Regions from separate parts of the Gadus morhua genome. Here region 1 is linked to region 2. A link is a contact called in public Hi-C data. All regions are on one chromosome and are shown on one strand. Each heading gives the region's core, a stretch centred on a gene start, on an enhancer-like site or on the middle of the called end of the contact. The rest is flanking DNA. Distances are from core to core; before and after follow the strand shown.

Region 1 (7,468 bases), core at 3,019-5,518, 150 kb after region 2:
GACAAGCCAGTGTGAGGGGGGGGGGGGGGAGAGATACAACCAAACAATGAAACAGAGCAGCTCCCTGCACCTCAATCAGTGTACTTCAGACAATAACTGTCCCTATAAAGCATCATATCATGGTTGTCTGACGGCTATAAATGTTGTCTTTTGTGGGATCAAGCCATCGTTTCGAGAAGGTAATCGGAACGTACAGAAGCCCTCTTCTTCTGAATCGTCTCAATTTATTGGCCTTCGAGACCATTAGCAATTCGAAACGACGATAGTTCACATTTTACCGACACCAGCAGGACCGTTCAATGTGTCCTCACTGTTCTCTCCCTATCAATCAGAAGCAGGAGTAACTCTGAGGATCAGTAAATACCTCTGCCTGATGATAAATCACAGAATGGAGCCCCCCCCCCCTAAAATGACTCCTGTGAGGATAGCTCTCCCGCCAACAGTGGAAGACGATGGCAAACATCTAACGTACGCGTGAGCTTACTCAAAATGTAGTCGCCGTGCTGAGAGCACATTCAACACTCCACATTATTCAAGTGTAATTTGCGACACAGATGGATTGATTGCCATTTGCCTCCTTTCACCTCTGACCTACTGGGTTGACTTCCCCTCACTGTCACTGAAGGCTGATGTGACTTAGCGATCCACCGCCCAAGGCGACTCCCATATCTGGGAGTATATTAGTTCAAAGGTAATATTTACTCCTTGCCATCTCTCAAAGCTCTATTTTCTTCTCTCGTTTTTCCCCTCTCGTCTTGAAAGCCTCTGGTTTAATGGTAACCACGTGTGTGTGTGTGTGTGTGTGTGTGTGTGTGTGTGTGTGTGTGTGTGTGTGTGTGTGTGTGTGTCTGTGTGTGTGTGTGTGTGTGTGTGTGTGTGTGTGTGTGTGTGTGTGTGTGTGTGTGTGTGTGCGTGTGTGTGTGTGTCTGACACACTGGTTGCTCTGTAAAACCTAGCTCGCAGGGTCCTTTGAGGTAGCAGGAGCACACATACACACATACACACACACATGCACACACCAACATGCATGCACACAGACACACACATATGCACACACAAGCAGATGAACAGGGCATGTCTATCAATACATGCAAATGATCAACCCAACGCACACACTCGCAGTTGCGTCACACAGCCAAGGAATCCACACTGAAATCCTTCCGTTTCTTACACACATAGCAAAGAAGCACAAAAAAAAGCATACTTTTGCGGTAATATAAGGATTTTGTGAAGTGACAATACCCCTAAAAACCACATGGGTAAGTATTTCACAGAACTGTGGTGATGAATTGTTGCAAAAACGGGCCCCTTCCTTTCTACAAGCCCCCCTGGGGAGCCAATGAGACGGCCAAGCTTTGTGCATTGTGCTTTGACTGGGAAAATATTCAATATGGTGTGGCAAAAAAAAAAAAAAATTGAACAAATAAGTTGCAACAGACCAGAAGATCATAAGTGACGGAGATATTGAGAGAACTATGATATGGGAGCATAAGACGATCTTAACTTATAAAAGTGTCCTGGCAAAACAGTATTGTAATGATAACGTTTGTGTTATTGAGTTGAGTTTGAGACTGTTTCTTAATATCCAATCAGATATGTCATTTTTTTATATTGTTGATTTAGAAATTCATACTTTAATTGAAAATTGCCTTTGCGGGGGATGGTGTCGGGGGAGGGGGGATGGAGGGGGAGATCGTGTGTCTCCTTGCTTCTTTGGATCAAAGCATCTGCTAAATTAGTGACATGTTAATAGCTCTGGTAAAATTGTCATTTTTGTATCAATATTTTCCTAATTATGTGGAACCTTCCTGAACAGGCTCTGAAGAAGAGTCTCCAGATGGCGGTTCTGTGGTGCAACTGAGCGTCTACACGCCCAGCATGCCTTCTACTACATGCCAACTAGGCACCCATGTGGCCAAGTATCTCACAGCATGCGCTGCTGTAACCAACCGACAGCCATTTTGTTAAAGTAATCCTTGATGTACTTACATTGTAGGCATAAGTATGGCTCTCTGGTCATAACAAGTGTCATGACAAAATTGGGAAGTACAACTTTTCAGATTTCCGCAATGAATTTCCAATAGCCCAGAAAGACAAGTAAAAGAAAAGGTCTTAGAACCCATAGAGAGCAATATAAACTCCTTTTTGGCAATATAAACTCCTGTGGGCTCAGTCACCCTTCAGATCCACTGCACTGAATTCAATTAGGTTCTTCCACAGTCAGATGGGCCACAGTAAGTGGACAGCAGCCATGTTTATTTTCTTGCCCTTACTTACTATAGGCCATTTACTGAGAGTCAACATAATCCTTGCTCAATTCACATTTGCACATGCGATCTTCATAGGCCTTTTTATATTTGTATTTAAACCGTGTCATTACCATGGTTATATTCCATAGCCTTGTAGTGTGGTATCCGTGCTGCTTAGTTTGTTTACCTGCTATGCCTTCACAGGTGTGTCTTCACAGATAGACTGGCAATGACCAATGCTTGGGTCATCTGCCCTGTGACTGAAAACATACTGTACTACACAATGGGAAATGGGCTGTTTTGGATAGATAATGTGAGAAACCACAGACGTGCCTTCCAGCATATTACACCAATCAACATGTCTATAGCAAGGATTTTCTTTCTCCTGTGTTAGATCAATAACAAAGGACAAGTAACAATACAGAGACAATATTTATTTATGCCATTGTCCTCTCTTCTCTGTTCTCCTACCCCCACCCCTTGCCCGTTCCTATTGTCCTTTCTTCTCGCCCCTCCTGATAGTAAACAGCTGTGCCTCAGTTGAACCTGGGTATTGGAAGGGAAATGGTCCAGAGTGTGTGAGTCATGGCGAGTGTGCTATCTGCATAGTGTAAAATGCAGATAGCACAGTCAGTGTTGGGGGTTCTGGTTTTGGTTTCACGTTCACATAGTTATGCTCATATTGAAACTCATTCTTTCTATTTTCGGTAAGTTGCAAGAAACAACTACATCATATGGAAAGAGGAAACAGCGTTGTGTTTCGTTTATACAAAAATAAGTCAAATACCGGTATAACCCCACTAACTCCACTATACGGTCTGTTGCTGCCATCTAGTGGCAACTCTAAGTAACTTATGGCTAAAGAAAACATGGTCATTCAATGATCCTGCAACCTGCATAAATCAGGTCAGATACATGAGGAGTGACGTACGTGTATTCCTTATTGTTTTCCAAATCCACTAAAAGCCCATAATGTAATATAATGTCTGTCATTGTCAAATGACCATTGAACAAACAATAACTATAAATCACACACACACACACACACACACACACACACACACACACACACACACACACACACACACACACACACACACACACACACACACACACACACACACACACACACACACACACACGAAGGCGCAGTGGACACAGCCCTACTTTCGGGTGCTCTGGGATATCTGGCAGAAATCCATGGAAAAATGCTGCGGCACCAGTGGTATGCCTGAAGATAAAAATACAATTCAAAAATAATTACTTCATAATACATAATTTTAGGATCATTCAGATCAATTTGTTCTTAACATTCTAGTTTGTTAAGATTTTCTGCATCAGCCAGCTCTAATGTTTTGTCAAACCAACACCGCTGTTGGTCGTCTGATCAGGACTTTAGGACTAGGATTTTGGTCTGACTCCCCGTCAGAATATGCATATACTTTAATATACCAACCAGGTTGCTTCACTGCTATGTGAGTAATATTGAGCAGGCAAAATACAACCCAAAGTCATCACAAGAGGTTCAATGATCATCCCAGCTGTGGTTGCTGCAATTTCCTCCAGACACCATCTGAGGACAAGACAGACCTACCAGTGTGCCATACGTTCAAACCGGCCGGTGGAGGTCACTATTGCGTACCAAGTGTGCATTGTTTTTTTCCTCCATGTGAAAGTCTACTAAACCAACAACCCCCCCCCCCCCCCCCCAACACACCCACTACATGCGGGGAGAGAGAGAGAGAGAGAGAGAGAGAGAGAGAGAGAGAGAGAGAGAGAGAGAGAGAGAGAGAGAGAGAGAGAGAGAGAGAGAGAGAGAGAGAGAGAGAGAGAGAGAGAGAGAGAGAGAGAGAGAGAGAGAGAGAGAGAGAGAGAGAGAGAGAGAGAGAGAGAGAGAGAGAGAGAGAGAGAGAGAGAGAGAGAGAGAGGTTGTAGTAGGGATGCGAGGGTCCATCCGAGACTCATTTCATCCTATGGGTTGGTCTTCATTTATTATTTCATTATCTCCAGGCTGGCTGGGGGTAGGGGGGAGGCGGACACCTACGGCGCAATAACTTGACAGCATCAAGACACTGTTCATTCATTGCTACACCTTGACTCCCAGGGCAGCTCATGCAGAGCTCGGGTACAGACACATACGTATGGCGCGAATTGCCGAACTTTGGACCCGTCGCGCCATGGACGCGCTGCGAGCGGACACAGGCGCCCTGGTACCTCATGCAAATACGTACGCTGACGTCGGCGGTCATGTGGGTTGTGCCGTAGATCCTCCTTGTGATCGCGATTCTCCTGCTCTGTCGTCTCTCCCGGCTACCCATTTGTCTAAATATACTACACTTCTTATCATGACCAGCTGATGGTTTACACTCCCACTTGGATATCTACCGTGTCGTCCGAGCATCGTGCCAGACCCCTCGGGCAGGTAGGAACGACCCAACTACTCCTTGACGTATTATTCGAGACGGCGCAAAAACAAGTGTCCTAAGTCAAAGCCACATGTCGTCTAGTTTTTGTCTCATTCGACCAGCTTTGCTGTAACTCGGCGGGGGACCCCGCCATAGCCCCCCGCGCCTCCGTATTAGTGTTTTAACTTGTCTCGCCGTGTGAACTTTGTTTGCCCTGTTGTTGTCTCCACCTGCACCCTGGAACAACGTATGTGCTCGTCGGCTAAGCAAAGTTGTTCATCGGTGTTTCCCACCCCCACCCCCCTGCTAAGTTTTCGCTGCAGTTGATTGTATGCGGTCCGAAGTATTGAGAACGAGACAGTCCATCGTGCTCACTTTCCTCCCACTGTCGACATAACCAGCAAAACATGGCCGTCCTTTGCCGACATGTTGTTACGTCGATGGCGAGGGAACATTTTTGGAGACCGTTTTGTGGCCCCCTTCTAGCCCGCGTCGCGGCGCGAACGTCTGGACCCGGCTATAAAACCGTCGGACAACGCCGGGTTACACATAGGTCGGTTCTGTGGGGTTTGTGAAAGCGACTTTATGTGCACTGTAACGTGTAGACTTTGATTTCTCGGCTGGTACCGTGGCGACCGTGATGATGTAGGCGTGCTCCTGGTGACGCCTCCTCCCCCTTCGTGACCACGGACGTTTCTGCTGCAGACAGACGGAAACGCACACGGTGCTGGCGACGCCGTACCCAACATAGGGTTCACCTCTCTACTGCTGCACCACCACGGCTGCTGTGAACCCAGAGTCTAAACAACACCAATGATAACTTTTTTCAGGAAGCTCTTTATCCATTCTCCCGCAGTGTAACCGCGTCGCACTTTCCCAGACTTTCCAGTGGTCCCCCCCCCCTCCTCCACCACCCCCGCCACAGGATTTGGGAGAACTGCGGAAAGGGAAAGAGAGAGGAAGAGGGGTAGCGGGGCATTGAAACATGCCTTTGGGTTTAGAGACGTATAACGAGAATACGGTTATGTTGTCTGTAGTATAAAGCTGCGGTAGGTAGTGGACAGGGGTGATGGACTGTCACAGTTGGATCCATCCACAGTGAACGCAATGTGGTAACTAGCTTGCCTTTTTAAGCATGTGAGTCAGTGTGGATACCCAGCGGTTGTCACTTTTGTGGGCTGTCTATTTACATTACTCGGTACATTACACTAGATGCGGCCTGGGAGCGTTGCTCTACTGCCTTGCAGGCTGTTCATCTTCTATTGAATAGCATCATCAAAGCAGTTAAGATATAACACATCTGTCATACGGTTCCTAAAGTGGTTAGAACATATTCGTATTGAGAGACTAATTTGACTTGCATACCGCCAGAATAATAGGAAGTGGATCATATTAACATTGCACTACATGTTGTATCCTCACTGAGATATAGGAGTAGCCTAAACAATGAAGGACAATGGTTCATGCAATGGATATAAGTTTATGTCCTTAGGTGCGTTGTGGTGCAGGTTTGCAAGTTGCAAGAAAATTAAGCCCTTTTGTGAGCATCTTGCAAATTAAGTTGGACTTTCCAATTGTCAAGCTTTTGTTCATCAGAATGCAGTAAAATATGTTATGTTCAATGTTAGTAGGCAATGTTCAGTCTTGCCTACAGGTTTGTGTTGACGTGGTCAACATAGCTAGCTCACATATTGCATAGCTAGCTACACAACAAGTTCTATCAATCTTCTTGACATCCACTGCTAATTGCCTTCTAGGATGTAAAGTACGACGCCACAGAGCTGCACATAGACTCATTAATTATAAAAACACGTTTAAGGACTAGGTATTGAGGTTTATCTGGCCATCTGTTAAATTCACCAAACAGTGACTTGAGCTCTTGACAACTATCGCATTCCACATAAGATATGTTTTAAGGAAATCTATTTATTTGATAACGTGTATCGATACATTGACATTCCTTGTCCATGGTGCTGATTTTTTTGTTTCTGGAGAGCTAGCGATGGCACAACAATAATTCAGTAGAAAACAGTTAACAAGATAAGTAAATGCAGGCAGTGTCAGGGACGACAACGTCTGAGTGTACTGTACACAATGCGGTAATACACTTAGCCTGTTTAGAGAATAGTGCTGGAAGGCCTTGGAATTCATGAGGTGCGCATTGTATTCTGTGCAGCATGACCCCTTGAATACTTCTACCCCTCCCTCCCTCTTAAGATGGCAAGATGTGCAAATAATAAGCAAGTCTGGATTTTGACGCATGATAGAAACGGTTTGAATTTCCTACTCCTACCAAGTAAAAGGTTTCAAGTATAGGTTTGTACAGTGGAAGTGGTTGAAGTTGGAATCTGTAAGTGTATCGTTTGCTAATTTCATTAGGTTCAGTCATTAGGTTCCCGGATGCATTATAGAAGCAATACACATGGAGATGAGATTATCGTTTATTCTTTTTAGCTGTTTTTGAATTTATAATACTTTGTTGAGTGTTGATAGGTAAGAGATGCTTTGGCTCAAAGCCTCAGCTGAACCACTACATTCAAGTGGTATTGCATCCAGATATGACATTGACAATGGTTAGGATGCCGCTATCTTCTTGCTCTTTGCTCTCTTATTGTGTGCCTCTCTGTCTAGACAACGTTAGTCTGTACTCTCCCCAAGAGCTACTTTTGGCAGCCTACAGGATTACTTCAGGCTAACCTTTTGAGTCAAAGCAAAATATCACAGATCTGGAGTCAAAATAATGATTGATAGTTGTTCCTGTAGGATTTATAAAAGAAATACTCTATGCAAAGCCATGCCTCCTGCTTGTTTCAA
Region 2 (6,477 bases), core at 781-3,280:
GGGAAAGTGTTATGACAACTGCTGTCCATGAATGTGTTTTGGATATGACAGAAATTTGCCGTCTCAGCTAAAAGTGGGTCCAAAGCACGCCGTCTATCTACAAACACCGGGATGGAACAGTTCTGCTGAGACCAGCCGGATAGGTGCCATTATCTAATACCTATGAGGAAACACTCAAGAAAACAGTCACTGAGCATTTAAATGTTCTCAGTGACCTCATCAGATGATTATAGGTGGTGCATGAACATTGATTTACTAGAAACAGGTGCCGGTGTCTCTGGTTCTGTGATACAAATGCAAAACAAAGCTCAGTCCTAGCTCTACTTGTATGAGTAGGACCTGGAATTCACTGCAGGGCATCGGAGTCTAGACTGGACCACCGGTGACTGTATGTGTGTGCGTACATGTCTGTTTAGATATGCACACAGACACACACATACAATATGACAACAGGATCAGTGGTTGGCTCACCATGGAGAACCGATAGTGAGTCATTTCCTGTCAGTTTACAGGAAATGTATGTTCCAGCTTGGCTCATTTGCGTTGGTAGATGAATGCTGGTTGTTTCTTGGCCCTAAACCTTATCCGTGTATAACTATTTGTTTGTAAATGGAGCACATCTGCTATGGAATATGGGATTGAGATCCTGAGAGTTTGTGGCGACTCTAATGATCTCAAAACACACACCAGAACATTATTTGACATAAAAAAATGAGTCTTCCTTGCAACTGTTGCCAGATATTTTGTAAAACAACAAGAAAGAGATTAGGTGGTCATTAGGATAACTCATTAGATAAGCCTATCAATTTGACCACCCAAACCACATATAATACTGCTCTATATCGCACACACACACACACACACACACACACACACAAAAAAAAAAATATATATATCGTTGTTTCTACATGCTGGAGATCCAACTCCATCTGTCATATAAACCAACAGCAAAGACAGTCCCCTTGTCACACATACACACACCGCATACCTTCAAGGATCACCTCTCTCCCGGCTTGCTTCAGAGCTTGAACGGCTTCGTCGTGGGTCGCGTCCCGCAGGTTCGAACCGTTCACGGACAGAATGGCGTCCCCGACGTACAGAGCCTGGGTCTGGTCCGCGGCCAGCCCTTTGAAGATCTTGCTGATGAGAATGGGCATTTTGTTCTCCTTCCCGCCTTTAATGCTGACCCCGAGCCCGCCGACCTCTTGCTTGGTCACCTTGACGCACCTCTTCTGGTTGGCTATTGCTTCAGACACTTGCTCAGGTAGGTCCTTGAGGGCGTCCCGCTCGGTCCCGGTTTCGGGGCTCGTGTCGGATTCCGTGCCGGGGTCGCCGGGGTGACCGGCGGTATTGTTGTTGCCGTTATAAGATCCGTTAATGAGGCTGTTGGCGCGGACGGCGTCGGTCGTACCGGTGTCCCCCTCCTCACAGCTCAGAGTCAGGGATTCCTCGTTCAAGTGTGCCAAAACTTTGTGCCACTTCCTTTTGACCAAAACTTCCAGAAACCCACTTTGTTGAACTCGGCCGTTACCTGGAACTCCCGTCGTCAGTACAACCGCCATCTTTACAGTAAGCCTTTAAAAAAAAAAAAAGAACTCGCGTGTGATTATCCGGTACAGTGCGACACACTTGGCTCACACCCCGAAGTGGACTTTGGCCCCACCGAAGTTTTCCGGAGGACTTGCCAAGAGTGTCGAATGGTCAGCTGTGTTGTGGCACCGCCGGGTCCGCCTGCCCCAAACCCTCTCTGCTGGGTGGAGTTAGTTCCCCTCCGTTAGCCGATCCCATCTTCAGTAATCCATATCTTTTCTGTTTTTCCGCCACACACTCAAAATAATAAGGACCCGGCGCGATGAAAACACTAAACAGACGGCATAATGTAGTTATCCAAGTATGGGCGACAATTGAACTGCTTCGTCCATGTATGGGCGACAGCGATGTTGAATAATAGTATTTGATAGACACACGAGCGCCTATATGTTCATCTTCTGTGACTGTCCAACTCTCCTCTCTCTACATGCTGTGTGCGGGTCAATATTTATCCACGTGCACGTTGAGTAGGTACGGGGGCGCGCGTAAAGGAATGCGCCGTGACAGGTAATGTTGCTCGGGAGCACACAGAACAGACCTGACGATATCTGGCCCCCGGGCAATATTTGAATGTACCCATTGTTGTTATTATCATGCACATTTTATGTAGGCTGCATCAATCCATCTATCTGACATCTATGTATCGCCCTGATCGGAAATACATGCCAAAAAATACATGCCTGCAATGTTCAGCGCAAGTGCATTCTGCGGGTGTTCTGTGTTAGTGTTTGATTAGCAGATTTTGCATATTAGGCTACTGCCTTTTGGACCAAAAACGAAATGCTACTGCGATGTAGTATTTCGTTGTTTGTGGCACTTTTGTAATCGACATACTTGTTAGTTATTCTCGATTAACATCAGGTGTGTGTGTGGAACTTCAGCTTTCTCATTCTTCACTCAAAAACTGTGGTTGCATGCTTTATGCAGACTTGTGTGTAGTAGCAGAGGTTTGAGGAAACCGCTTAATTGTGGTTGAATAGTTATTTGCTGTGGGTTTCTCTGGAAGATACCTTATGGTTATAGTCTTTAAGATAATGATACCATGATACCATGATACCATGTATAAATACTGTATACATCAACCAAATGGCATATTATTAGGCCTATTATAACAACGCAGCAAAGTAATACTTTTTAAACTTGACTCGCTGTACATTATCTCTTACATATAGTACTCCTCCAGAATAAATATATGTTCTAAACAGATAGGCCCATAGGCCTAATTGGGTTAAATCCAACATTTGTTGAGTGAGTTTTAATTTCTAAAAAGCTCTTGAGCTTGATGCTGTTTAGTTGAAATGATGCCAGTCGTTTGCTTTAAAGAAGGCAAAGTTGAAATAGTAATTTCAACAGTAAGCCATACCCGTATGAGATTCAGAAGATTGCTATCAGCAATTGGAGATTGCTATTGTATTTATAGAGTTTTCCTATTTTAGTCTTATAGGCCTAAAGGAAATCATCCCTATAAAAGCAAAAAGACACCCTAATAAAAACTTAACTGTCATACATTAATGACAGGCGAGAAAGGCCACTTCTAAAGATGTGATGTGTTCCATGGAACAGGTATGCCTACACAGAAAGAAAAATATACAATTCAGCCTTGACCGTTCAGTTGTGTGGGATCGCCATCTACTGGTGAGGATAGTTTTTGACATGCTTGACCTTCCACAAAGTAGGGGTGACCGAATTATTTTGATTGTCTCTTCAAGGAAATCTACTATCGACTTTTATCATTGTGCAGTTTTGGATAATTGTATATTTGCACGAGTGCACCATAAAATATGAATCCATAAACAATAGGAATAATTGCAATTATTGAGTGTATCTGACTGAATATATATTGAATGCAAATTTAATTGATTGAAAAATATAAAACTCAGGTAATAAGACAGACTGAGAAAGAGGTGTGTATGCCCTACTTAGAAAAAAAAACAAAGCTAAGAATAAGCTTTACCATATAATGAGGCAGAATATTTATTTATTTCACTTTCATATGCAAATGACTCATCCAATAGATAGACTTTCTTTGTACTGGTAACAACCTTCAAAAAGAAAAATATGATTGCAATGAGACTAACAGAAATAGAGAAAAGGTTATAAGGTACCTTTCTGAATCTTTATTTACCTGTCCACATTATACAAGAGGAAGAGAAGGACAATAACAGTTTGTGATTCTCTGTCAGACATTGGATACTGAATTGAATGGAGTTTCCACAAGCTGGCCATTCACTTCAGTATCCAAGAGCATTTATTGTGAATTGCTCCATTTTATGAAGCAAATCAAATGTAAAATTCATACAACCAAAACAAAAAGTATGCTTTGATCTCTCCTTAATGGACATATCTCTTCCATACGTATACATACAAACAGGAGATGAATGATGCAAAGGGGAAGTGGTGATGTATGTTTTTGTGTGCATTTATTTACATTTTGAAATATTTGTAATGCACAAGCAAACCAATATTCTCCTATACACATAAACACGGCATGTCGGTTTTCCAATGTAGGCCTATTTGTGGGATCTTCCCCTTGTAATAAAACATCAAATCAAGAAAGGAAAGATCTTCACAGTGAATCTGCACGCCTGTGAAAGAGTCGATACGAGCTACTTCCAAATCATGGAAAGATACCAGCCCTCCCCTAGCGACAAACACCCTAAACGGTCCTATTGGCTTTTGTTTCGATGTCTCAGAGACAAAGTAGGCCTATTCACTTCAACGTCAGGTCATCATTTTTACACATGGGACAGTGATGAAGGGCATGGTCCCAATATTTGGTTCTGCTCTCCTTGCAGAACTTGCGTCCCTGTGGAGTAGGAACGTGGGTTCAGCGCAAGTTGTTCCTTGTTTGGTTGGTTGGTTGTTAGATGGTTGATGTTGAGGGGAGGAGACCACTATAAAGTATGCATTAGATGAAAGTAAGCAACGGGGGACTTTGACGATGCCTGAACGTGCACCTGAAGCACCTCATTAAACAGTTAAGCTACACAGAAATAATGTTTCAACTACATTACACTTATAGCAACCGATTTTGTCCGAAGCAACTTACATCAAGTGCATTCCATCATTAAGATGCAACCGAAAATGTGTAATAGTCCTACATCGAATGTATGGAAATGGTACAAAACGTACGAGGACATAAAACGAATAAAATAGCCGAACTGCTTCCCATGCTATACATTATAGAAACAAGAGATGTGCCAGATGCGGTCTGAACAGATGAGTATTCTGTCTGTGACGGAAAATGTGTAGGGTTTCTGCTGTCCTGATCTCAACGGGGAGCCTGTTTCTCATTTGTGGAGCCAGGACAGCACACAATCGAGATTTTGTAAGGCAGCAGCTGGGCTCCCCTAGTAGAGGGACAGGCAGGACGTTTGGCAGCCCCACCACAGCCTAATACACGGGCTGGGCTGGAGAACCATGTGCTGGATGTACGATGGGCCGGAGGGGAGCCATGATGAGCCTTACTAAAACCTGTAGTAAAAAGGTATGGTGGGTGATGAGTTAGGACACGAATGCAGAAGAAGCAGAGAGGAAAACAGAAACACAGGCAATGCGAAATTAGGTAGCAAAACTACTAACTGAATAAACTAAGCTATAAGGAACGGGCAAGGCTTGTCAATCACAGAGAGGACATAATCAAAACTGACAAAGGGGAATGAAACTAGAAACTTCATTTCACATAGTGGATACGATCAACTAATTCATGTTCTGGAGCGCAATCAATGAATACAAGGGCTCTAAATAAATAAATAGCCCATCTAGTGGATGAGGCAATAACTACAAAAAATATATGACTGCATCCTCTCCTTTCATAGCTTTTTAACAAGGCAAAAATAAGTTGTAACATCTTCAATTTTAGCAGTGACTCACAGCTTGACTATATGTCCCTCTTTTCTTCTTACACAGAGTAAGGAGAAAATCCATGTTATTCTATGGACATAAAGGATGTACTATCAGTAGCTCATGCTTATGACTCGATGGTTTTATTGCCTATGGAAAACAGGCATTTATGTTTTTGTTTGCCTCACCCATCCATTTTATTGAGCGCATTTCTCGGCTTTTTCAAATCAATCATGTCCATAAACCCCTTGTTTGACCGAAAAACGTATGTTTATCAAAAATCTGGTCAGTTTATCAACTGACCAAATTTAACAACTGATCTGGTCTGTTGTTAAAAGAGCACATGGTCTACTTGAGTTGCGATTCTTTCACATGAATTGAAGATAGAGATCCATTGGTTTTGATTATTATCGCCCACTAGAGGGCTCACTCTGCACATATATAGATGACGTTCTACTGTACTTCGCAGCTGTACTGCATAATGGGGTTTGTATGTGTGAGTGTCTGCGTGCGTGTGTGTGTGTGTGTGTATGTGTGTGTGTGTGTGTGTGTATTGTTTGCTGCTTGCCATGGTAACAGATGTGAATGAAATCTTGCAAAGGGGAAAACCAAACAGCTTGGTCTATGCCAGGAGAGGAGAGCGTTGCATGAGCCTTCAATCTAGGGGACCAGGATGCAAGCCAAAGGAGACATTTATCCTCTTCTTTTACTTCTCCTTCTTCTTCTTCTTCTTCTTCTTCTTCTTCTTCTTCTTCTTCTTCTTCTTCTTCTTCTTCTTCTTCTTCTTCTCCACCACTTATTTTTTAAAATGTTCCTCTTCTTCTAATTTTCTTCTTCTTCTTCTTCTTCTTCTTCTTCTTCTTCTTCTTCTTCTTCTTCTTCTTCTTCTTCTTCTTCTTCTTCTTCTTCACAAGCCAGATACAATTTGTTGGAACAATTAATTAACGTTCTTAATGATAATTTATTGTATTGTAAATAAAAACGACAACAATTATAAAAAAAATTACAAACTACATACAAACAAACCACACAAAACACTTTCGT

Evidence for each region. A called contact is a pair of places that touch in the nucleus more often than the background predicts.
Region 1: a Hi-C map of heart shows a contact between it and region 2, with 7 times the contacts expected there. The contact joins the promoter of zhx2a here to the promoter of sntb1 in region 2. A contact is called at or near these places in 4 of 6 Hi-C or Micro-C datasets (blood, gill, gonad and 1 more).

The regions. Positions count from the first base shown.
Region 1 is chr11:23,469,558-23,477,025 of gadMor3.0, forward strand. It overlaps zhx2a (zinc fingers and homeoboxes 2a), which reads left to right and starts at 4,269. Exons shown (of 13, transcript XM_030371465.1): 1 at 4,269-4,671.
Region 2 is chr11:23,318,789-23,325,265 of gadMor3.0, forward strand. sntb1 (syntrophin, basic 1) reads right to left here and starts at 2,031. Exons shown (of 9, transcript XM_030370329.1): 1 at 989-2,031. The coding sequence starts at 1,562.